Regions from separate parts of the Zea mays genome. Here all the other regions are linked to region 1. Evidence: chromatin contacts called from public Hi-C data. All regions are on one chromosome and are shown on one strand. The core of a region is the stretch at or near the end of the contact, and the rest is flanking DNA. Distances in the headings are between cores, read along the strand shown. Region 1 holds the start of LOC100383563 (Glycerophosphodiester phosphodiesterase GDPDL3). Region 2 holds the start of LOC100191612 (60S ribosomal protein L6-like). Region 3 holds the start of LOC103653690. Region 4 has its middle 88 kb from the start of LOC100191612. Region 5 overlaps LOC103653689 (pentatricopeptide repeat-containing protein At5g65560).

Evidence for each region. A called contact is a pair of places that touch in the nucleus more often than the background predicts.
Region 2: a contact with region 1 is called in a Hi-C map of leaf, with 3 times the contacts expected there. The contact joins the promoter of LOC100191612 here to the promoter of LOC100383563 in region 1. A contact is called at or near these places in 4 of 25 Hi-C or Micro-C datasets (ear, leaf and tassel).
Region 3: a Hi-C map of ear shows a contact between it and region 1, with 2.5 times the contacts expected there. The contact joins the promoter of LOC103653690 here to the promoter of LOC100383563 in region 1. A contact is called at or near these places in 4 of 25 Hi-C or Micro-C datasets (ear, endosperm, leaf and 1 more).
Region 4: a Hi-C map of bundle sheath shows a contact between it and region 1, with 3 times the contacts expected there. The contact joins the enhancer-like site here to the promoter of LOC100383563 in region 1. A contact is called at or near these places in 3 of 25 Hi-C or Micro-C datasets (bundle sheath, ear and leaf).
Region 5: a contact with region 1 is called in a Hi-C map of ear, with 2.4 times the contacts expected there. The contact joins the enhancer-like site here to the promoter of LOC100383563 in region 1. A contact is called at or near these places in 3 of 25 Hi-C or Micro-C datasets (ear, leaf and tassel).

Annotation. Positions count from the first base shown.
Region 1 is chr4:132,789,514-132,794,221 of Zm-B73-REFERENCE-NAM-5.0, forward strand. LOC100383563 (Glycerophosphodiester phosphodiesterase GDPDL3) reads left to right here and starts at 1,788. Exons shown (of 9, transcript NM_001176211.1): 1 at 1,788-2,032; 2 at 2,844-3,140; 3 at 3,298-3,410; 4 at 3,497-3,995; 5 at 4,227-4,265; 6 at 4,339-4,626. The coding sequence starts at 1,906.
Region 2 is chr4:133,178,069-133,183,413 of Zm-B73-REFERENCE-NAM-5.0, forward strand. LOC100191612 (60S ribosomal protein L6-like) reads right to left here and starts at 2,283. Exons shown (of 4, transcript NM_001137041.1): 1 at 2,009-2,283; 2 at 1,810-1,916; 3 at 539-720; 4 at 182-471. The coding sequence starts at 2,223. The coding sequence ends at 316.
Region 3 is chr4:132,350,178-132,355,687 of Zm-B73-REFERENCE-NAM-5.0, forward strand. It overlaps LOC103653690, which reads right to left and starts at 1,285. Exons shown (of 4, transcript XM_020552603.3): 1 at 973-1,285; 2 at 212-440; 3 at 35-118. The coding sequence starts at 392.
Region 4 is chr4:133,090,158-133,094,946 of Zm-B73-REFERENCE-NAM-5.0, forward strand. No RefSeq gene overlaps it. Among protein-coding and RNA genes, the nearest start is that of LOC100191612, 88 kb to the right of the region's middle. Within about 2 kb of position 3,379, at least 16 of the 20 cell types and tissues checked have an H3K27ac peak or open chromatin away from gene starts, as enhancers often do. A contact at or near this core is called in bundle sheath, ear and leaf, where this site is marked.
Region 5 is chr4:132,465,399-132,470,139 of Zm-B73-REFERENCE-NAM-5.0, forward strand. It overlaps LOC103653689 (pentatricopeptide repeat-containing protein At5g65560), which reads right to left. Exons shown (of 6, transcript XM_008680517.2): 3 at 502-3,147; 4 at 1-417. The coding sequence ends at 502. Among protein-coding and RNA genes, the nearest start is that of LOC103653689, 18 kb to the right of the region's middle. Within about 2 kb of position 3,078, at least 8 of the 20 cell types and tissues checked have an H3K27ac peak or open chromatin away from gene starts, as enhancers often do. A contact at or near this core is called in ear, where this site is marked.

The sequences.
Region 1 (4,708 bases), core at 538-3,037:
TGGTGGCCCGCGTTACGGCGTTAGGGGCTGCAATCCATAGTTAGGCTTCTGGCTATCTTTGAACGGTCACCCTGATCTGCCCTTACAGAACTACAGAAGGCCTGTGGCAAAATTAACCCGAAAGGCCCGGAACTAGGACGCACTCCGACTGTCGCACTCCTTGTTTGTCATGTACTGACGTGGGTGGGGGCGCACACGGATGTGACGCGGCCGGCCGGCGACCTGCTTCGCTGGCTGGCTCCTAGCCCTCTCTACGCGGGGGACGCCAAGCGCCCAGGCCAGCAGGTAGAATATGCAGCCGGCCGGAGCAACGTGACGGCGCCGCTCAACGCAGCCACTGCTTGTAGGACGACCGGGTTCCGAGACAGCACGCGGAGAAGTGATTAATCTAGACACCGTGATTAGACTAGTTAAAACCGTGGTCACGCACCGATGAGCTGCTGCGCCGATGCGCGAGAGTCGCGGACACAACAGCAGGGGGGGCTGCTCCCCCGGCTCCGGTGCAAGCACGCCGATCGCCGGCCGAGTCAGCATCCGCACCAGCACCACCGTATCCTATTCCTTGGTGCATTGCATGGCGGATTCGCGGACCGAGAAAGGACACGATGCGCGGCTCCACTTGGTCGAGCACGCCAGGTGACAGAGATGCGGAGCAGCCAATCAAGGCTGGGGACCCTGCACATGTTACGGGCACATACACGGCTACACCACCGCCACAGGCGACCATCCACAATAGCCATATAAAAATTCTCGTTGCTTGCTCTCACATTCATTTCTTCACGAACGTAAAAAAATTCGGTAAAAAGTATTTCCCCTTGCTTAAAACACGGTCTTGATCTAGACAAAGTTCTACTACATCCATCTTGAAATCGTATTTTAATCTCAGCAATTTACTGTACAACGGGCAGTGCGATCCACCCGTATGGATTGGTTGGGTACGGCCAACCTTAATCTACGGTTGTTGTTGTCTTTTATTCTGGACTATAATGAGTTATGAGCCATTTGATGACCCTAGCCATATCTGACTATAATGAGTTAGAGTCCTACGTGAAGCAACACTTGTATTTTAAAGCCTTGTTGGGTCAAATGATTCTAAATGTGAGTCGAGAGGAAGCTGCTACAAGCCCATGATTTTGTGGAACAACTAAAATATATGCTTGGTTCAAACAACTGCCAACTATAAGTTCTATTGTCAAGTATAGATTCTGTAAGAGTATTGATAACCGTTAACTATAGATTTTATTGTCAACTATAAATTCCGTAAAACCTTGATAGTTTGGTAATATGAACGACAAAAAATATTAAAAATCTAGGATGAACCGTTATTTTGAACTGAACTAAATGAAAACATATTATGATGTTTTATTCTATATATTTTTTAAATGAATCTAGTTCAAAAAGCTAAATCAAACGCATCCTTAATCTCAACATCATCTTACCTTCAACCAGGCCTCTTACCTCGCGCACATCACCACGTCATCGGGAAAACGTCAATCGAAGTAAATAAAAAAGAATGGAGAAGGTACATTTTCAACGAAGAAAAGGAGAATAGTTGAAACTAATCATTTCTCTTTCCTTTGCAAAGGTTGGAAACTAGACCCATTCGGGGGCATCTCACACGCAGACCACCTTCCCCCTCCCCTGACCCTGATGCCACTTCCTCTTGTATCACACACAGACACAGCTCAGCAGCAGCAGTATCGCCCCGCCACCCGGTGCTTTTGTCTCTCTCTCGCTGGGTCTTAAAAATCCAACGCCAACGCGGCCGCCGGATGCGCATTGCCCCCCTCCTCCCTGTCTCGTCTCCTCGTCGTGGCCACCTCTTCCTCTGCTCCCCCTTCCAGGGGTCGTTCTTGGAGCCCCAGTTCCTCGAGCTGCGTCCGCCGGTGGTCGCGTAGGTGGCGGATGCCCGCAATGGGGAGGAGCAGCCGCGCCTGCTCCCTTCTTGGTTCAACTCACCTGCTCCTCCTGCTGCTGCTCTCGGTCGGCTCCGCCGTCGCCCAGAATGGCTCTACCTGGAAGACCCTGAGCGGTAAGCTTTGGATTCGCTGCCTTCTCACTTCGTTTCTTCCAAGGTTCCCGCACTAATTGTGTATGTGGTCTGATCTGGTCGATTTGCTGCCACTCTTCGCTTAAAGATCAGCCCTCTTGCCTGTAAATTGCAATTTTTGTTTTGTTCTACAGCTTGGCCTGGATCTTCAGGATGAGTGTGAACTGGCTGCGCATTTATTTCTTTTTTTGGGTGGGGCGCTCTGTTTCTGTTTTTCTGCAGCAAAATAGTTTTTTAGGGCTTCTGCAGCAAAATAGAGCTTTGCTGGTTTTTAGCACTGTTTGGGAGACTAGATTTCTGATTGGAAGTTTGGGGCCAGCCATGATACCTTTTAGCATCTCCAGCAAAAAAAATGCACGGTAGCCTTTCTAGCTAAGTGGCAATTTTGGTTGGGATTGAATAGCAACATCTTTCATGTTCGTTTCCTGTTTACATCACCGTGCCTCCAAGTGCAAGCCTATGCAATATCACTTTCTTGGTGAGGAACACTCAGTAAACCATTAGCTGCTGGTGTCTACTGTTCATGGGCTGCGTATGACCCATATGGGCGTATTGCTATTTTGAGAACGGGATGGGAGTGGATCAGTTCGATGGATGTTAATTCGGGCGGTGTTTTGAGTTAACCCCGGTAATAAGAGACGATAATTTCAGATGGTCATGCGTGCTTACGAGTTTTATGTCCGTCCGGTAAGGTAATTTTGGTTTTGTAGTTTCTGCCGTAGCACTTAGGGTTGTTCCAGTACTTTTGTCCATCTTCATGACCCTAACAGTACCAATCGTCTCATATTTCCAGGCAAGGCTCCAGCAGTCGTTGCTAAGGGCGGGTTCTCCGGACTATTTCCCGATTCCAGTGACTATGCTTATCAGTTTGTTGGCATATCTAGTTCCCCTGACACCACCGTGTGGTGTGATGTTCGGCTGACGAAGGATGGTGCTGGTATCTGCCTACCGAGCATAAACATGGATAACTGCACAATAATAGCCAGTGTTTTCCCACAAGGGAAGAAGACCTACAAGGTTAATGGTGTATCTACAGCGGGCTGGTTCTCCGTAGACTATACAAGCACTGTTCTGCTGCAAAACGTATCTTGTAAGTGCAGTTACAAATTGTGCTTCCCTATCGTCTTGAGCATTTTGATCTTTTGAACTGTGATGAAAGAACTATGTTCAGATGTCTTTGCATTGAATCTCATACCGCTTAGTAAATGCAGATGTCATGCTTCATTAACCCATTTTCATATTTGCAGTGAAGCAATCGGTCCTATCTCGTACCCCTGCATATGATGGTTTGTTCCAAATAAATCCTGTTGAAAATATTTTCACCTTATATAAGGCACCTGCTGTTTGGTTAAATGTCCAGGTAGGGATAAAACTGTAACCAGCTTTGAACTACAAATTTGGTGATTTGCCTCTCACCAGAACATTTCTTTTCTTTTCAAACTGCAGCACGACAGTTTCTACAGCCAGTTTAAGCTTAGCATGAGAAGCTATATCCTGTCCTTATCGAAACAATTCATTGTCGATTACATCTCATCGCCTGAAGTGAACTTCCTCACCAGTATATCTGGAAGAGTTAGCAAGAAGACAAAGCTTGTGTTCCGATTTCTCGACGAACGCTCTATTGAGCCATCAACAAACCAGACATATGGCTCAATGCTGAAAAATCTGACATTTGTCAAGACTTTTGCCTCTGGAATACTTGTTCCCAAAAGCTATATCTGGCCTGTTACACCAGATAATTACCTGCTGCCTTATACTTCAGTGGTTGATGATGCTCACAAAGCAGGACTAGAAATCTATGCTGCTGATTTTGCAAATGACTTAACCATCAGCTATAACTACAGCTTTGATCCATTAGCGGAATATCTTTTCTTCATTGATAACGGTGCCTTCTCTGTTGATGGTGTATTGACTGATTTCCCGATTACTCCTTCAGAGGCAGTTGGTGAGTCCACCTATCCTTTTTTCATGATGCAATTAATAAGTATCTGTTCAAGAATCTTATGCACTCAAGGTGTCTACTAGGCGAGTGTGATCTTTTATTCAGAATAGTTGTTGTGGAATCATGATTCAGTTTTGTTTTTTTGACTTTGGTGCGAACCCCCTAACAAGTTGAAAGATCTAGCATGGGCCATGGCCACTTTGGTCTTGATTTGTTCTTCTTTTGTTCCTGCAGGTTGCTTTAGTAACCTGAACACCAGCAAGATTGATCATGGTACACCTGCTTCTTCACGCTTAACTTCACCTATTTAAAAATGTTACTGAATTTCATCACATTGACAATGCAGCTAAACCTCTAGTTATCTCGCATAATGGTGCTAGTGGTGACTACCCAGACTGCACTGACCAAGCTTATGAAAAGGCAGTTGCCGATGGTGCGGATGTCATTGACTGTCCTGTTCAAGTGACTAAAGATGGCATACTGATATGCATGAGCTCTGTTGACCTAATGGATGTTACTACTGTTGCAAAATCACAATTTGCTTCGCAAGTAACTACCATCAACAGTCTGAAGGCTGGGTCTGGAGTCTTCACCTTCAACCTTACTTGGGATGATATTTCTAAGAACCTAAAGCGTAAGTTGATTTGATGTCATTTCCCCTACTTTTTGTAAACCTGAATGTTTGCTATGCAAATAGAAGCCAAATTGTAAGAGAA
Region 2 (5,345 bases), core at 1,033-3,532, 390 kb after region 1:
GACTCATTTGTACGATGCATGTCAAGTTTATTCCAGTTTTGGCAAGCGACATGCCAAGTTTATTCCAAACCAACAGCAAAAACACCGGACAGTCAGCAATTCAAACAAAATGGGACCTCAAGATACCATGGACTACCTAAGGAACCAAATGCAGATAGTGCAATGCTGAACCACCAACACGGATAGAACTTTCTTAGATCTTATAATATTTGGCAGGAAGACTTCAACCACAATGAAACATTCGCTACTGGTACAAAACTCAGAAGTACAAGAACACAGACAAAACAGCTTCCTCCGAACTCCAAAACTAAGAGCTTAGAAGACCATCTCATGGGGCTTGTCACCATCCCTGAGAGAGAACCGGGCGCCAAGATAGGTTTTCAGCTCCGGAACAGCCTCAATAGCCTTGATCAGAGCAGAATCCACAGCCTTCTGGTCATCCTTCTTGAAGTCAGGCAGTGACTTGGATGCCTGCAGATTCAACAGATATGAAGCAAGGGTCGACAAAATAATGGATCTTTTTTACTCAGACACCTACCTCCTTTTCTGTCTCAAAAAGTTCGCCCTCGGTCTTCTTCACCTTCTGCTTCTTCTCCCTGGCAAAGTACTTGTCATCAAACTTGGCGACATCAACACCAGAGATGTCAACTTTGGTTGATGTAGCAATGACATAGGTCTGGTTCACACGGCGGATCGGTACTCCATTGATCTTGAAAGGCCCTGAAAGATAACAGAAACGCAAACTAATGACAGGAAAAGAATATCAAGTAGAACAGGATAGGAAAAAATACAACTCTTTTGAATGCATGAAGAGAGAGCCATGCAGCTAGACAGGCAGGAGGGTAAGGTTGTAACGGTGAACAGAAGCATTCTAACAACTTTAACTAAAAGTAAAGGGCAGACCCAGTGCCAGAGGCCCACATGAGTGGAGTTGAGGAAGGGATAAACAGAAGCAAGCCTTACCACTGCAAATGCACGGAGGCTGCTTTGAACCCGTGACCTATGATTTTAATAAGACAGCTCCCACCACTGCAACAGGCCTACCCTTGTAACTTCAACTAAAAGTAATTTTATAAATCCAAACAATAGTAGTCTTCATTTACAGTATTTAAACTATATAAGAAAGTTGTTTCCAGCAAGTCAAAGACATGAAAATGCAGATAGTCCAACAGTCTATTTTTTAACCATGTGACAGTGCCATCAAAGAACCAATGCTTAGGCATCACGTGTGTATGAGGGCGCAAATGCACTATAAGGTCAAGAGCTGTTGCGTATGATGCTACTATGAGCCTTGAGGGTAGGGCTCCAGCAAATAAAAAAACACAGAAATCATCATCCGTTTCTCTCTCAGCTCTCGCATTCTGGTGGCCGAGACTCTACCTTCCTCACAAATATTTATTTGCTGAAGCCAGGTCTTAGGTAAGGTTATAAACTTTCTGGGCCAAGACCCTTCTTTGGACCTCGTCTGCAATGTATAAGGACTGGTTTGGTGACAAGGGAATTGGAGGGGGAGGAAATCCCTTGCTATTCAATTTTGAATAGCATGAAATTTCCTCCCCTCCAATTCCCTTGTCACCAAAACCTGGATGCCCTTATATCACGCATGCAGGTCCCATAGTCCAGACTGAATTCGGATTCTTTAAAAACTCAACTATAATGTGCAGTTGCAAGACAATCACACGTCGTCACACCAGACTCTACAAATAATATAGTTCACAGATTGAGCCAACCAGCGCGTAAACATTTACATCTATCTTTCAACTCAAAACTTATGCTGTGATCAGAGGCAGCGAACCAAGCGTGGCTCACCAGAGATAAGGAGCAGGCCGGACTTGAGCTGCTTGAGAAACACCACTCTCTTCCCCATGAAGCGCCCTGCGAGGAGGATCAGCACCGTCCCAGGCGTGATGCTCGACCTGCACAAAAGAATGGCAAGTGGAATCAAATCTCCAAGCAAAATAAATACGAACACCACGCGGGCTGCGACTTGAAGGAATGGCTTGGGCACCTGAGCTTGGTAGGCTTAGGCTTGCGGGTGCTGGGAACGCGGGGCTTGACGTCGTCGGCAGGGTAGAACTTGGGTTCCACGGCGGCGGCGGCCTTGTCGGCCTTGGGGAAGGCGCCGCCGTTCTTGGCCTTGATGGCCCACAGCCCACGGCGATGGTACGCGTGCGACCGCGAAGCGCGCTTGATGCCCGTCGACAGCTTCGACGTCGGCGCCATTGGATCGAAATGGTACGAGGCACAGCTTCGGATCGGGACTGGGGGCGGCGGGCGAAAAATGGAAGCGACGGTTTGGTCACGGCATATATATCTGTGCGGCGGCTTACAGGTGGAAACCCTAGGTCGTCGGGCTCCTCCGCGTGTAGTAGTGGGCCTAATTGTTGAGGCCCATGCACCTCACGAAATATTTTCCGTTCAAAAAAACTATTTTGTCTTCATCAACTATCACAAAAGTTTAATTGTTTCTTCTTCAACTATAAAATTAATACAACGCGTTCCTTCTCTATCTCTATCTCTACCCTTTAAATCATTCTTTAAAGCACGAAAGTTTCATGTATCCTATGTTACACGCAAAACATGTAGTTCTATTTTTCTCCAACATGTCATAAGCTAACAGCCCTAAAGGTCTTATCTCTTTCATACGCAACTAACCTAAGATAAGACTCGTATCACCATAGACGATATCGAGCAAGTTATCCTTCTGGCCTCTGACTCGCCAACCAGATAGACTCTTCTACATTGTCATCTCCTTCGTGCGAGGAAACCACCTCCGGACGTCAAGAACAAAAAAAAGGTTAAATCTAAATTCAACTGCACTCCATTTAACTATTCTTGTATTTCTCACAACTCGAATGTCCAATTGCTTTCTATTCCTCTTGGCAAACCTCCTCGTTTTGATGGAGAGGATTATTCTTGGTGGAGCCATAAAATGTGTAGTCATCTTTTTTTCTCTCCATCCTAGCATTTGGGATATGGTAGAAAATGGAATGCAAATACCAGATATTGATGATGAGATTTTTGATGATATAGAAGTAGAATAATTAATTCATAGAAATTCCCAGGCTACCACTGTTTTGCTAGCTTCTCTATGCAGAGAAGAATACAACAAGGTAAATGGCTTGGAGAATGCCAAAGAAATCTGGGATACATTGAAGATCTTGCATGAAGGAAACTTGATTACCAAAGTAACCAAGATGGAGCTCTTCGAGGGTGAACTTGGGAGGTTTGCCATGAAGAAGGGCGAAGGGCCACAAGAAATGTACAACATGCTCAAGCCCCTAGTGAACCAAGTGCAGAACTAAGGAAGGAAGAGATGGATGGATCATGAAGTTGGTGGACTCATGTTGAGGTCATTTAATGTTAAAGATCCTACTCTTATTTCTTTAATCCGTGAGAACCCCAGGTACACTAAGATGGTGCCCGAGGAGGTGTTTGGAAAATTTGTTAGCCATCAAATGGTGGTTAAAGATGCCAAGTACACCGACGACATCGCCAATGGGGACACCCCTCCAATGAATCGCAAGTCATTGCTTTCAAAGAAATGAATGATAGGGAGGCGATCCTCAACAAGGTGGCTCAAGTTGAGGCAGCCGGCCTCAACGATGAGGATATGGCCATCATAAAGCGCTTCAAGAGCGCATTAAAGGGGCACAAGAGCTACAATAACAACAAGTCAAAGGGGAAACGTGCATGCTTCAAATGTGGTAAGATTGGTCATTTTATTGCTAAATGTCTAGATTATGAAAGTGATGACTAGGAAAAGGCAAAGAAGGGAGAAGATGGAAAAGAAGAAGTTCTACAAGAAAAAGAAGGGTGAGGCGCATATTGGAAAGGAGTGGGACTCAAGCTGCAACTCCTCCGACAACGAAGGACTCGCCACCATTGCCTTCGACAAGTCATCACTCTTCCCCAACGAACGACATACATGCTTGATGGCAAAGGAGAAAAAGGTATATCCTAGATCAATGCCAAAGTATATTTTCTCTAGTGATGAAGAATCTAGTGGTGATGAGGAAGATTATAGCATGTTGTTTAAGGGCCTTGATAGCTTTAAGGTTGATAAAATTAATGAATTAATTGATTCCCTAAATGAGAAGGATAGACTTTTAGAAAAACAAGATCTCATTTATGTGGAATATTATAAATTTGTTAGTGTAGAAAAGGCCCTTGCTCTTGAACTTGAAAAGAATAAAAATTTGACTAAAGAGTTTGATGATTGTCACTCTTTCATTTCGTATCTTAAAATTGCTAATGAAGAATTGAATGATATTAGTGAAGTTGAATGAGTGACATGCATCTTCATCCCTCAAGCATGTCTCTATTTTAAATAGATGTAGGGATGTAGATGTTCATGTCATTCTAATGTTGCTAAGATTGCTAGTTTGAATGATGAGATTGCAAAATTAAATGCTCAAACTAAAATTTGCAATGATGAGCTAAAGAATATTAAATTTTCTAGGGAAGCTTTTGTAAATGGTAGGAATCCTCGGATCAAGGATGGTATTGGCTTCCAAAAGGGAGCCAAAGACCAATACGAGCCAAAACTTGTTTTGTAGGTTTATGCATCCGGGGGCACAAGCTGGGTCATTCATAGAGGAACCACAAACCACATGAAGGGTGGGGAACACATGTTCTCATCCTATGTCAAGAACAAGGATTCCCAAGATGTGATTATCTTTGGAGATGGGAATCAAGTGAAAGTAAAGGGTTTAGGTAAAATTGGAATCGCCACTGAGCACTTTATCTCTAATATATTTTTGGTTGATTCATTAGACTATAATCTACTTTCCATTAGCCAATTATGATCTATTGGATATAATTGTTTATTTACCAATGTCAATGTTATGGTCTTTAGAAGGAATGATGGTTCAATTGCATTTAAAGGTGTATTAAAGGGAAAACTTTATCTAGTAAATTTTTCGAATGATAATGTACAACTTGATGCATGTTTAATTGCAAAGATCAACGTGGGTTGGCTATGGCATCGTCGCCTAGCACATGTTGGGATGAAGAATTGTAACACCCTGTATTTCATGGTATAAAATTTCTTCTTTGATATCCACCAAATTCAGGTGTTACCTTCGTTCTCCTTTTCCTCTCTGCTCCTTTCCCTACCTTTTCAAAGTAATAGAGGGACTTATTTTGAATTCATGTATCAATAAAACCCTAAGGAAGCTTCAATTGATGTTGGTTGATGGAGAAACATGGAGTGCATCCATTTAATTCAAGAACCGCGCTCGAGTATGACTTCAAATAGAGAGATAAAGAAAAGAGAAAAGAAGAAAGAAAAGAACCCCCCCTCCCCGGTGCCGCCTAGCCGCGCCAGCGGCCCAACTGCCCCA
Region 3 (5,510 bases), core at 35-2,534, 440 kb before region 1:
CATATGAACAGAACAAAAGTTACAGATAAAGCACCTGAAACAGAGTAGCAACAGCCAGTTTGGTCACTGAACCGGTAGAGGTCTGAGTGCAGCTCGCATGCTTCAGGTCTTCTTTTAGCTGCAATTTTGCACAGTAAGCAGCAAGCATACAAATAATGCAGAGACAAGTCAAGATTGCAACTGCAGATAGGGGCATGATATGACATAATACCTTTGGAAGTATTATTTTGCTGCTTCCCATTGAACCACTGCTTTAGTTTGCACCCAATCTTGACTGAAAGCGCGCTAAGCAAAAAACCCCCAGCAACAAGAACCCAGTTTGGCCCTTCTCCTTGGACCTGATTACCTCTCCCAGACTTCTGTAAGCTCCTACTCGTCTTAGTCTTCATCATAGAAACAACCAATTTCTCCAGCCAAGTCTACAAAGACGGTACCTTAACCTGCATAAATGCACCACAACAACCATATTGGTGGAGGAAAAAAATAGCTTCTACTATAATAACCATAAGGACCTAATAAGATTCTGAAGTGAAGGAAACTAAATCATATGGCGTTAACGAATGCGCAGGAAGAATGTAGATTCATCTCGCTGTGGAAGAAGAACCATGAAAGCTAAAAACATGGCAATCTATCAATTTCTCCAACCGTACGTCCAAGAAATGGGAAAGGTCACAGCAACGTTTCATAAACCTTCAAGACAGCCTCCCCAAGGGTCTGCGGATTTAGGTGCCCCATTGAGGTTAATAGTGATTTCGGGTCCCATTCAGGCTCATTACCCAATGTCAACACCCATGACAGCAAGTAAAGTATAGACTCTGATAAAGGAATCAACCTAGGCCTTTTCCTTTTTCAAGGGAATCGATCGACTAAAGATGCATTCATAATCACCGACACTCGTCTCTAAATTTTCGGACCTGTTGAGTCCCTCAACCCTCCTCTCGGAGTGTCATGCCAAGCGGCACAGGGTGGTACCGGATTCAGTTGCACCCGGACGCAGACGACTGGAGGCGGTATTCGGCGAGCCCCGAATTCAGCGGAGCCAGCTGCAACTGGGGCTCCGGCTCCGGCTCCGTTGCCTGTAGGAGAGCGCAGCGTGATCGCGGACGGCTCGGTGCTCTCACGGCGCGGGTGGCGGCGAGGAAAGAAGGAAGGAGGCGGCGGTGGAGTCGAAGCAGATGTGATTTTGTGGAACTTGATGGTTTCCCATTTTGCCCCTTTCTTCTTTACTTTACCTTTTCTTTTATTTTTATGTTATTTTTTTTCTAAGTTCCTTTTTTTCTCCCCTTTGCCGAGTGGGACGCTAGTTCACCAAATCATGGATCAATTCGGCTAACCGGTTAATCGATTATCAAGGCCGGCTGGTAACGTTGTATCGCTGATTTACGAGTTTAAATTTTGGAGATTTCTAAACTTTTGATGCCAATTTTCTTATAAATAATATAGATTATTTAATGACTTTCCATTAAAATTAATTTAAAAACACATAACTGAATTCAAACTAAAAATCAAAGAAGTTAGAAAAAAGGGAAAAAAAGAAAAAAACACTATTTAGCCTGATCTATTCTATGGTCCAATAAGCAAATATATTACCCTATTATGATGAGGCTAGCCGCTCGTGAGCGAGAACACGGGTGTGCCAGAGGCGATTGCGTGTTGCGAGAAGAAAAGCACGTCCAGTAGCTCGCGAAAAACAAGGGGAGATTAGAGAGGGTATGCAGATGTAGGGAAGAGAGAGGCAACGTCCTTTTTCATGGCCGCGTTCGTGATCCGTTCGTGATCCGCTAGATGGATCTACAGTGCTTCGCAACCCTCTAAAACGCGTATCTGCGACGCTTTACGCGAGCAGGGCGAGCTGTTGGACTCAGCCTTATCTAGTCAACGCATCCACTCACTTCCTTTCGTCCTCCTGCTCTCTGTGTGTGCCACGCAAGCGCCCTATCCACCATTAGAGTCGCTCGTTCTACAACGACGTGCTAGCTAGCCGATGGCTACGACCACGAAACCACTCAGATCGTCCGCTGCTCTGCCGCACGGGTAAGCCCCCCCCCGTCTACTGGTAAATCGCTCTGTTCTCCCAATCATCTGGTATCCCTAGCTAGCCATTAGTTGTCACAGTTGGTTCCCGCTAAGCCCATCCGCCGGTTTAAGTCGGCTAATCGTGTGTTTGCGTCGATTAGCCACTCCTTGAAGCCAATTAATTACTCCCCCAGTAGCTGATAAGCTGGCCGGTGTAGTAGTTAAGGTTTGGGGATTTCCCCTTTTTCACTTCAAATCTTATAAATTATCACGGTTACTTACTGCTATTTGCAATAATGACCAACAGTGCTTGCAATAATAGCTCATATTACTGATATTTTCAGGGATGCTGGATCGGATCGATCCAGTTTAGGAGCATTGGAATAACATATCTTGTATTCAAGTGCAAGTATTGTAAGGAACAATGGAAGGAGGGCGGTGCTACTCGTTTTAGACAATACCTTACATCACGTGGACGAAATGTGCAAGGTTGTCGCAACGTTCCGTCGGACGTTTGCAATTACTTTCGACGGGAGCTTGACAAGGGACAATATAGAAGGGAAAGCAAGAATACTGGAGGAGGTATGAAAGTTAGCATTGGCGGGTTCACCTCAATGATGACGATGTTGAGTTGCAGGTCGCATTACATGCTTTAAGAGATGAGGAGGAACTTAGGAGGCATGCTTGCGCGAGTAGTGGCACGTATGAGAGGGTGATGGCTCCTCCCATGGGGGTGTTCATGGCATGTTTGGAAGAACACCTTTTAGGAAGGAGAAACCACGCATGGTCCGACCAAGGATTGATAAGGCCTCGTTTTCGAAGGCAGTAAGGAATGACGTCCATTTCATTGGTAAGCCTATTGGACCCCCGAGTCTGGTAGTGATAGACAAGGTTCATCTTCACCCCTTCTTCCCTATATCAATTATCCAATTGGTGAAGTGACTCAGTAACCCATGAGGTGGGTGTATCAATGGGAGGAGCCTGAGTACTAAATATTAATGGACTCATGGAGTACGACTTCTGCGTGGACCAGACAGACTTGGACGGAGTACAAAGGAATGTTGATGTGTGAGCAAGGTATTATATTATTCTCATCGGAAGGGTATAATGTGACATATGATCAATGGAATGCTTACCCGTGGGCATGATGTTCACCGGAGGGTGTATTGTATCTTTGATGCTATTCATGAACTATGAAATTGTGGCATTAATGTATTTGCACTTCTAAATATTGTGATTGGACTTGTGATAAGATATGGACCATTTTTGTTGAATTTTTGTAATCATAATGGACTTTATTTGACAAAAGGGGTCAATTTCCCTTTGTCTACAACCAGTTTATCGATTTAGGGACCGATTAATCGATTGAATTGGTCGATTTATCGACTATAAATTGAGCAAATTTCAAATTTGGTTTAGATTCTAATTTGGCATGTTTGTACTGGTTTTCATTGATTAATCATGGTAAACCGGTTAGCAGTGATGGCCGATTTTTGAAGTTTAACCAGTTTGGTGAACCATGGTAGGATGACGGGAAAAGCACAATAAACACAAACAGTTCGGTTGATTTTTATCTATATTTAAAGTATAGATAAAGAATCTATTTTTAATAGAAAATATTCTATAATTTTATGGATATTTCATTTTATGACTTATAAAAAGTTAATAGTCATCCCAAAATAGTTTAATCCCTATTAAATGTACTTCTTCTTCTCTTTATTAAAAAAACATAGTTACATCATCAAAAGTATTTATGTAATAGCTTATTAAATGCTAAAAATCTTATTGAAATTTATATTCAGACTGATCTTAGGAGCTAGAATAAAAATGGGGTGAGATAGCTTTTAGTCCTTGTTTCAATGGTGAGATAGAGAAATGACATCGCCATCTACTAACACAATGTCGTTAAATAGTCTAATTGAGCCTAGACACCATGTCACCAATAAATCAATCTAGTTAGGACTAATCAAGATTAACCATGACTAGTCATGGTGATTAACTGTGACTTTGTCCTAATTAATGACCTCAATATAATATTAGTATAATTGTATGAGGGATCAATTAAGATAACAAATATGAAGGGATAGTAACAAACAAGGACCAGGGCAAAAATATCACAAACCACACTTTAATGGTGCCCCTCCGGCTGCCTATGTCTAACTGTTGTTTTTTATTCTTTTTGACAATTTTTTGTGATTTTTCTTTTTTATATTTCTTCTTGATCAACAACCTATAAGATGAAACTAAAAGAGAAATGTGCCCTTGGGCCATTTCCATATTGTTTTGGTGATTAGATGCACAACACATTATGTTTGAACTAACATGATGTTGAGCAAAGCTATATGAAGCAAATTGAGCTCAGAAGAAGACTTAGTGCAAATCTATATGGATCAAGCAACAATGTATGCTCTGTACACTTAGTCAATTGATTTGTGTGCTAACCATGTTTGTCTAAGTGCCAGGGACTTCATAAAGATAAGTCCAAAAGAAAGCAAAAGAAATCAAAGAAAGAAACAAAGGAAAGGTGCTGGACTGTAGTGCACTAGACGGTCCGGCACCGGACAGTCTGGTGTGCATCTGACAGTCCGGTGCAAGGTCCGACCAAATCGCCGCTCTCGGGTTTTTCAGCCTATGTCGGCTAAAATTCACCAGACAGACCGCGTGAGGCGCCGGACAGTCCGGTGTGCCAGCCGCGCAACAGCTAGCTGCCACGTCGGCCTCGGGCCAACGGTCGAGTGGCACACCGGACAGTCCAGTGCCCATAGAACAGGAAATTAGCCAAACAGGGGATTCTCTGTCGTGTCCAGTGCGTGCAATGTTCACTGTCTTTTGTGCACCGGACAATTCGGTGCACCCGTGGGCAGAAGGCAACCAGAACCTTCCAAATGGAGCTCCAACAGCTCCTAACTCCCTCTGGGCTAGAAAAGGGACCCCTAGGCGCATGGAGCTCCACACCAAGCAGTCATTGAACATACAACAACGTCGAGACATCGAATTCGCGCCTTTGCTTTAGTAGATTCAGAATTGGGCACTTTTTTGAGTTGCAACTTCGATGTGCTATCTTTGTGCTCTTCTCTCTTGTTTTATGTGCGTGAGTTGCTGCAAGTTTGTCTCGTGTTTGTGATTATAGTTCCCCCCCATACTCTTGTATTCACTTGAGATATATTGTGTAAGGGTGAGAGACTCCAAATTGTGGAGATTCCTCACAAAGGGAAAACTTGAGATAAGGAAGAAAATTGTGGTGCTTAAGTTTGATCTTTGGATCACTTGAGAGGGGTTGAGTGCAACCCTTGACTGAAGGACATCACCACAACATGGAGGAGGCATTGGCCGAACCACAGGATAAAATCAGTGTGTCACTTGTGCATCTTTCTACTGTGATTGTTTTCTTCCATAGAATTCTCACATATTCACTTGCGCTATTGTTCCTAAGTTTAATACATATCTTAAGGAACAATCAAGTGAAGAGTTCTCTTATCTCTGCCTCTATTCAT
Region 4 (4,789 bases), core at 2,129-4,628, 300 kb after region 1:
ACCTAGCACTATATGTGAGTGTGAATGTGTACCAACACTACACTAGAACTCTCTTGGTCAAACTACTCATCCACAACCCCTCTTTATAGTATGGCTAAAAGAGAATAAAAGACCTCACTAAATCACGAGTGTCCACATCTCCTTGACACTTGGAATCCGTAGTCCTTCACCTTTTGTCTCGTCGTTTTAGCCATCGCTTCGAGTTCTTATCTCCGGGATTGTTTTCACCGTTGTAGTACTTCTACCTGTAATGCGACCTAACTTACCATTTGTCTCTGCAAAACACACGTTAGTCACATATAACATTACGTTGTCATTAATCACTAAAACCAACCAGGGGCCTAGATGCTTTCAGCAGCAACATAAGAATCCCACCAGTCAGCAGCAGGACCGGTCAGACAACCTGAAGCATAGAGAACCTTCTCCCGGTCAGAGCATTGGGCGATGTTTAGCATCTTCTCGACTAACTTCAACCAATCATCAGCATGTAGTGGATCTGGTGAGCTGGTGAAGGTAGGCGGATTGTGGCTCATAAATTCTCGGTGCTTGTCCCGGGGTGGAAGTGGTGGTGGTGGTGGTGGTGGCAGTGGTGCTTGCTGTTGTTGCACCCTCCTTTCCTGGTGCATATCCTCTCTCTCCTAGCGCATCTCTTGGCGTTCCTGCCACATCTGTGCATGCATGTCCGCCATAGTGTCTTCCATCTGTTGCATTATCCGCATCTGGGTTGCAACTACGGGATCAGCTCCGGCTGGTGGAGGATTGGGAGGATTCATCTCTTCTTGTTGTTGTGGTTGTTTATATATCCTCCGACTGTATTGATTGGGGATAGATCAATTCCACCACCCTTCCTGGTATTGACCATCTGAGTTAGAAACATATGGTAAGAAAGAAAGGATTGTAGACAAGGCAGGTAATTACGAGGCATGTTACTTTGGGGGATTTATTAGCTAAGTGTGTCACCTACTAAAGATAATATATTACCTTCTGGTGGTACATGATAAGATGCCCAGCTATTCTATTTCATTCAATCAAAGAAGCAAATCAGACATTATCATCAGAACAATCAACCAACATTTTAAAAAGAGAAAATATTTTTTTTAATTTTTGTCTTGGGTCTTCTATCCCTTTAGAGGGTGATGGATGTAGGATTCCAAAGTGTGAAATCCTCCTTGTCTTAGAATAGAAAAGGTAAGAATAATTAGAGTAGAACAGTAGAAGGTGAGACAGGATCAAGAAAAGTATAGAAAGAATCAGAGTAAGGTAAGTAGGTAAGGGTTTTGTCCATTTCTATCTAGGTTTCGTCCTACAGTCAACATTTCCTCTGATACCACTTCTGTCACACCCGGATTTAAGGGATAAAGCCAGGTGCATCCCATATGTGCGCCAAGGAAGAACAACACACATAATAACATAGTGCATAGAGATAAATGTCATAAATATCATAAATGTACTTATTACATAGCGGAAGTCTTACAAAATAAATGATAAATATAAAATGAACTAAATCTTATTTCCCTAGCGCCACAAAGTTGACTGGGAGACGCCACCTAGATTAAGTCGAACTCCTCGTTGGGCGGCTCCTCTTGAACCACCTATTCTTCTCCTGTGGGGGGTGTGAGATAGCAAGGGTGAGCTCACATATGTTCATCGCTCAACAAGTTGTGGGGAATAATGTGCATGAACTCACCAAAAGGTGGGAGTTCATGTGAAGTGTAAGGCTGATCAACAAAATAAAGGTTGTAGCTAAGCATTGCTTTTATAAGTTGGTCAAAATTTTATTAGCAGTTACTAAGTGTAAGTGAATACCAAACCATAGTAATAATAAATAAAAGTAATAATAAAATAATCCCAATGTGATGCAAATGACAAATTGAATTTTAATTCCATAGATTAATCATGTGAGGGTCCGAGCTGCTCATGACCGTGAGCACGACTAGTATACCAGTTTTACACTCTATAGAGGTTGCACATCTTTACCCACAAGTCATGTTACCCATCTACCAAGAGACGGAGAATCCCATACACCTCTACCGAGGAGGCGAGGCAGGGTAACACTAGCTTTAGAAAACCCGTTACAGTTTATAGGAAGCTCCAGTGCAGGGATCCCTCGCCTGAACGTCATCGCAGCAAAAATCAACCCAAGGACCTCCCTACACTTACCACTCCCCTACTGCCCTTGCCCCTATCGGGTAAGGTAGTCATCCACTAGCTTTCCTAGTTAATCAGCCAAGGGCATCCCATACTATCCTTGTGGTAGCACTGTTTTCCCGGGTGGTCGCTCCATGTTCCCATTAACATAATGACCTTAACATGAACATTAATAATAAACTGATAATAAAAGTGTAATCATGAATAATGTATCTCCATACCCAAAACCACATAAAGCAATAGCAAGTACTACCCAAAAAGTTCAGTGGATTCAAGGTACAAAGATAATCAAACTAGGGTAACCTAAAGGATCCCATCAAAATTAACCTATGCAGATCATTATGATTAATAAGAATATGACTGGGTAAAAAGAAGTGATCAAGGACACAACTTGCCTTCAATGAGCTACTGCTCAGCAGTCTCGTCCTGCTGAACCCCCAGATTTTCAGTGGCTGGCTCGTCTACTCGCAACAATACAAACACACATGTTATAGCACAAATTAACATCATACCAAACAACAGAACAGAATGCATAATAATATTCTACGCTGCGTAACGAGATCATAGGAACAAGAACCACTAAATTCGGAGTTACAGTTATTTAGTTATGAATTTCCAAAGTTATTTAGTACCTAGAATGGAATAATTCAAGTGCATAATTTTAATTCAAGTTTCATGATTAAACAGAGCTACTAGTTGATAGACAATATTATTACAAAATAAATGCCACTAGAATGAATTAATTTGGAGCTATGATGGATTAAATATGAATTTCACAAGTCTATTGATTTATTTGTGTACCAAAAATCAATTTCTATAGGTATTTATCCAATTTCTTTGTTCTCTAGGCCGGGAACTAAATATAGAGAACTACGGGGGTTGAACCAAAAGTTTTCCCCAGACTCAGGTTAACCCTAGGACGGACTGCGGGTCGGTTTTCTAAAACCAGGAGGGCTTTTCTGCAAAAAACGCGCAGCGAAGGGGTATCTCTAATTCTCGGTCGTTGGATTATAAGCCGATGGCCAGGCTTTGATCAAAAACATTATAAGCCGGCGCGCTCTGTCGACCATCGGATCCGAGATTGACGGACCCGATTTAATAACACGTGTGGTTATCGCTTCTAACAAGGACCGTTGATCGGCCGATCGACGGTATCAGCTATTAGGTGAATGAGATCAGTTTGCGTCCATCAGATGTAGATCGGACGCTACACAGCGATTTGGCCAAAACGGTATGGGGAATCTAATCCCAGCCGCCCATCTCGCATCAATGGCCCAGGCGTGACCATCCTCACCAGACCCCTGGCAGCGGCGGCGCGCCAGCTCCGGCACGGCGGCGCCATAGCCGCGCAGTTTGACCTTACACGATTCTGCCCTAAACATCGATTCGGTAGGACCAAACATAGAGGAGAATGAGACGAACGTAATAGGCGCTTACTTAGGGTAATCCGAGACGGTGTCGTGTCCGACCACGGAGCTTGGCGGCTCGGCGAAGAATTTCCGCCACGGCGAGCAATTCGCGAGCAATCGAGGCCCATTCATGGAAGAAGATGTCCTGCCAACGACCGCACGATCCTCCCTGACTACTTCCTGGCTCTAATCGACAGCAGGATTCGGTACTCTACGACGAACCAAGCACGGCCGCATTCTCCCTTCTCTCTCCCACGATTCTCTGTGTTTCAAGTGCTCTGATCACTACGACGAGGCGAGGGGGAAGAGGTGGTGGTCATGTAATGGCGAGGTCCAAGCGCTGCAGTCGATGCACCCTGGATTATGGAGGTCGAGGTCTGCCAATTTCGGTCGAATTGGTTGCAGGCGTCTGTGCGGAGTTCGGCGATGCTGTTAGCGGACGACCTGGCGCACCAGGCCCACCTGGCATCGTCACAAAAGAGGAGACCGGTATACGTCCGAAGAGGCCGACGAGTGGGGCACAGTTGACAGTGGCACGCGGGTGTATCAGCTGTGGTCAAGTACTCTTGGGCGCTCGTGGGCCGGGATCGGCTGGTTGGGTTAGAATGGTGGCGGCCGACCCATTTACACAGTTTCCTTTTTATATTCTATTCCAATTTCCTTTCTATGTATTCAAATTCTACTATTTGAATTTCAAACTTGAGTTGTGGATCCATCATAAAGGTTAAGTGCTCAGAATAAACAATTTATCAGTATGAAATAGTATTTTTATTTATATATATTTATTTAGTACTTCCCATATCCTTCATCTCATTTATTTTCTTCTTATTTCCTAAGTAATAAGTTTGATCTAAATTCCAAGTTTGGCACTCACATAACTTCATTAATGTTATACTTATGATTTATAGATGCAACAGCACATAAATTCCACATGGTGCATATTTTATTGAGAAATTATTCAATCTAATTAGGTTTCCTAATGTTCTCATAAATGAAATGACATTACACATGAGGATTATTCTTCTCTTTTATATCCCAAAGTTGGGTATTACAGTGGATTGGTTAAACCAAACGACATGACTGTGAATTCATATAGACCATATCGGGTAGAGAAAGCCGTCTTGGGAATATCAGATGGCCTAATCTTCATTTGATGGTAGCCCGACCTGAGGTCAATCTTGGAAAACACCCTAGCACCTCTCATCTGATCAAATAAGTTATCGATACGAGGT
Region 5 (4,741 bases), core at 1,828-4,327, 320 kb before region 1:
ACTAACGCTTTGACTTTAAAAATCTGTACCATATTGAACAAAAAATGTACAAGGACAAATCCGGAAAGCTCATGAAACATGTGTCAAGCAGTTATGTTGTCTTTTAAGAATTGTCAGAATTCATGCACCATTACTGAACTATTTCTCCATAGTGTTGGGCTTTTACTTTTGTATTGCTCAGTCAACATAAAGTTAAAGGTTACTCGTGGTCATGTGTGGAGCAAAACAAATTTGATATGAAATATCTACTTCAAAAGCTTTCGGCAGGGCATTATAAAACACACAATGAAACATCACAACACTAGTACACAACAATATAAGAGTCAAATAATTACCTTTGAGGGCATGAACACAGTGTGACTGTGCATCCAACGATCCATGATCTATGCAATTCTGGCGTGCATTGCTTGGCACAGGCTGTGCTTGAAAAACAAGCACCTGATGAGCACAGATTGACTTATGGAGACTTTGCTGTGAGTTATGAAAGTGTTAGTTGACAACCTATTCCCTGGTGGGCAATTCCTCTGTCAGCATTGCATATGTTTCATCACTTGGTTTGCATTTCATCTGTTCTAACATGGATATCATGTCATGGCACATATCTGCATGACCCTTCCTTATGAAGCCATCAATTATAACTTTCCATACAATTTCATCGGTATTGTACTCTTTCCATCTCGAACTTCTGAAAATTTCTTTAGCCCTATCTGCTTGTCCCTCAGCAGTAAGCCCAGAAAGCAGATACTGGTAAAATATTAAGTTTGGTAAAAAACCATGTCCAATCATGGAACAAAGCAATGCCCAAGCATCAGAATACATCCTTAATTTGCAAAAGCAATTAACAAGAGCATTGTATATATCTTCATTCAGAGGTAGATTCTCTTCTTTCATAAGAGAAACCAAGGAAGTCACCTCATCCAATCTTCTTTCTTCAGAAAACCCCTCCAGAATGGACAAATAAGTTCTTGCACTAGAAGGGACGCTGTTCTTCTTCATTAGCTCAAATAATTCAAAGACATCAGCAAGCTCTATAGTCTTCCACACAGAAGTTGCTTTCAAAGGTACATGTTCTGCTAGCCTCCTCTGTAAAAGATGTCTAAGCAAGATAAAAAAGGTAAAATGATTTGGCATAGAAGCAACACCCGTCATGTGCTTCAAGATTGTAACTGCACGATCTGTCTGTCCAATACTTGTATGGCCATCAATCAAAGTGTTATATGCCATTGCATCTACAATGGTCCTACATTTTTTCATCTCCGTCACAACATTTTCTGCTTCATCAAGCCTGCCTTCATTGCAGTATGCCCGCACAGAAGTAGTATAAGTGACAACATCAGGACTACACCCCTGTGACACCATTTGCCCCCAAATCCTTGTGGCTAACCCATAGTTCCTCTCGTTGAAAAGTCTGTTGATTACAATTGTATAATTCACCGTTGAAGGCTTGACATCTTTTTGTAGCATCTCATCTATAAAGAATAATCCTTCTTGTGATCCCTTCGTCTTGCATAGATTTTCAATGAATGGGCTATATGTATAGGTATCTGGTGCATAACCAGCTGAAATCATATTTTCCAAAAATGTGCACGCAACATCGAATTTACCAGCCTTGCATAACCCATTTATCACCGTATTGAATGTCACAGAATTAGGTCTTATGCCTCTATATTCTAGGCCATCAAAAAGAGAGCAAGCTTCATCAACTTTCCCAGTCTTACACAGAGCATCAATCAACACATTGTAAGTGTACTGATCAGCAGCTAAACCATTTCCTTCCATCAAACGGAGTAATCTGAAAGCGCTTCCTATATGACCATCAATGCACTGGCCTCGAATCAACAAATTGTATGTCACAACATCTGGCTCTACTCCACATTCTCTCATCTGGTCCAACAAAGCCATTGCTTTGTACACTTTCCCAGCATTACAGAAACCTTGCACAATTGCATTGTATGTCCAGACATTTGGTTCACACCCTTTAAACCTCATGGATTCAAACACCCTCACTGCACCACTCATCCTCCCCTCCCTGCAGTAGGCATTCACGACAATTGTGCATGTTACAACACAAGGCATCAACCCACTGTCAAACATCTCATTCAGTATTTTCTCAGCCTCTTCAGCCTTCTGCTCCCTACACCATAAATCGACCAGTGCTGCATATGCACGAGTGGTTGGCCTCCATCCCAGCTCCTTCATCTTCTGCAGCATACATAGACCCTCCTCTCCTCTTCCGGCATCACACAGCCCCTTTACCAAGGCCGCGTGTGTGTACATGTCTGGTTGCGTCATTTCCCTGAACAACTCCAGTGCCTCATCGATCCTGCCTGCCTCACAAAATCCTTCGATCAGAGCAGCGTAAGAAACCGCATCTTGTGAGAATCCTCTGAACGGCATTTTGCAGAACAAGTCATGGGCCACTTCCAGCTGCTGCGTGCGACAGTAACCCAATATCAAAGAGTTGAACGTGAAAGCGTCGGGGCGCCAACCGGAGCGGACCATGAGGCTGAGGTACCGTTGGGCGTGGCGGAGATCGGCGCGGCGGCAGAGGGCACGGATGAGTGCATTGTAGGTAGCACCCGTGGGTGCAGGCGGGGCGTGGCGGTACATGTGGGCGAACAGCCGGAGCATGAGCGGCGTCAGCGCGTAGCGGGAGAAGTGGGTGAGGAGGGAGCGGAAGGGACGGTCGAAGAATGGACGGAGCGGCGGCGGGGAGAGGGCGTGGAGGCGGAGCACGACCGGGAGTGAGATGTCGAGGAGGTGGCGGGACGGCGCGGCGGCGCGGGCGACTGCGGCCGCGAGGCGGAGCGGCAACGGGACGAGGAGTGTGCGGGGTAGGGACGGCGCGAGGAGGGCAGGGAGTTGCGGGAGCGAGGGGTGGAAGCGCCAGTCCGGGGAGGAGAGCACAGCGGCGAGATGCGCGATGAGCGCGGCGGGAGATGGAGAGGGCGGAGGGGATGCCATGGGGGGGGTGGAGACGTTGCGGGGAATGCCGGAGATGGATGAGCTGGTGGTGGAAGCGGCGGTGACGATGACGACCGGGCCACCGGGGGGATTCGTTTGCACGTCGAGAATTAGCGACGCCGGCACGGCGCCGTCACAATTGTTGGGGATCTCATGTGCAGACGTGCAGTTCGACTGGACTTCCTAGCCCTCGATACGAAGCCAAAATTGAGAGTCTCAAAATTACAAATTTCTCACGAACAAATATGAAGTCCAAGGTTCTCCAGCCAAAGCGTGTGGTGGTGTTGTCGATGTCGTTGGACCTCGGCGGAGCTCCGGCAGGTTTTGTGTCCACACGAGGGTGGAGTCGCTTGACCTAATTGGCAGGTTAGCTCTCCCTCACCTCGTCGCTTTCTTCTCGCTCTGGACGATTTCTTCTTCTGCACGTGCTAGTTTCCACGGAGGCTGGCAGTGGGTTCAACGTCGCCCTCCCTCAGGGTGTGAGGAGTGGCCTCATCTCAGATCTAATGGTGCTCGATCATCGCTGACGTCCGAAAAGATGGAGGCGAAAGGGTGCACTCATAAATGGGAGAGAGGCAATAACAAGGAGAATACCCAAGAGCAGCAGCATTGAGGAAGGAATAGGAATTTGAGCTGGCGCTTGAAGCCACCTCCAAGGAGGATTGACCCCAAAGGCGATTTCGCAGGCTCATCATCAACTAGAGAGATGATGGTGCAAGGTAACCCTAATGCTATGATCCCTTCACCAGTGGTAGATCGTGATTTTGGGAGGAGATTTTTCTACCAGATCTGTGGGAAAGAGGGTCACCACGCTAGGGACTGCTCAAAGTCTCTATGGTGTGAGATCTGCAAGACACCGGACTAGTTTTGGGCGGAGGCGATTAACACAGCCTGCTACTCCATCAACGGATTATACCTTCACAGAATCCTCAAGAAGACATCGTATGAACTCCTTACTGGTAAAAAGCTCAATGTTTCTTATTTTAGAGTCTTTGAGAGCAAATGCTTTATTCTTATTAAGAGAGGTAGAAGTTCTAAATTTGCTCCTAAAGCAATAGAAGGCTTTTTACAAGGTTATGACTCAAACACAAGGGCATATAGAGTCTTCAGCAAATCCACGAGATTAGTTGAAGTTTCTTGTGACATTGTGTTTGATGAGACTAATGGCTCCCAAGTGGAGCAAGTTGATCTTGACGAATTAGATGATGAAGAGGCTTCGTGCATCGCACTAAGGAACATGTCCATTGGTGACGTGTGTCCAAAAGAATCCGAGGAGCCCACACAAGCACAAGATCAACCATCATCTTCCATGCAAGCATCTCCATCAACTCCAGATGAGAATAAGGCTGAAGAAGAAGAGGATGAAGATCAAGACATTGATCAAGGGGGAGATGAAGATGATAATGAAGACAAGGAAGATGAACAAGAGATTCAGGATCAAAGATCGCCACACCTAAGAGTCCACCAAGCAATTCAAACAGATCACCCCGTCAACTCCATACTCAGTGATATTCATAAGGGGTAACCACTAGATCTCGAGTTGCTCATTTATGTGAACATTACACTTTTGTGTCTTCTATTGAGCCATACAGGATAGAGGATGCATTAAGAGATCCGGACTAGGTGGTGGCAATGCAAGAGGAGCTTAACAACTTCACGAGGAATGAGGTATGGTATTTAGTTCCGCGTCCTAACCAAAATGTTGTAGGTACCAAATGGTATTCCGCAACAAGCAAGATGAGCATGGTGTGGTGACAAGGAACAAAGCCCGACTTGT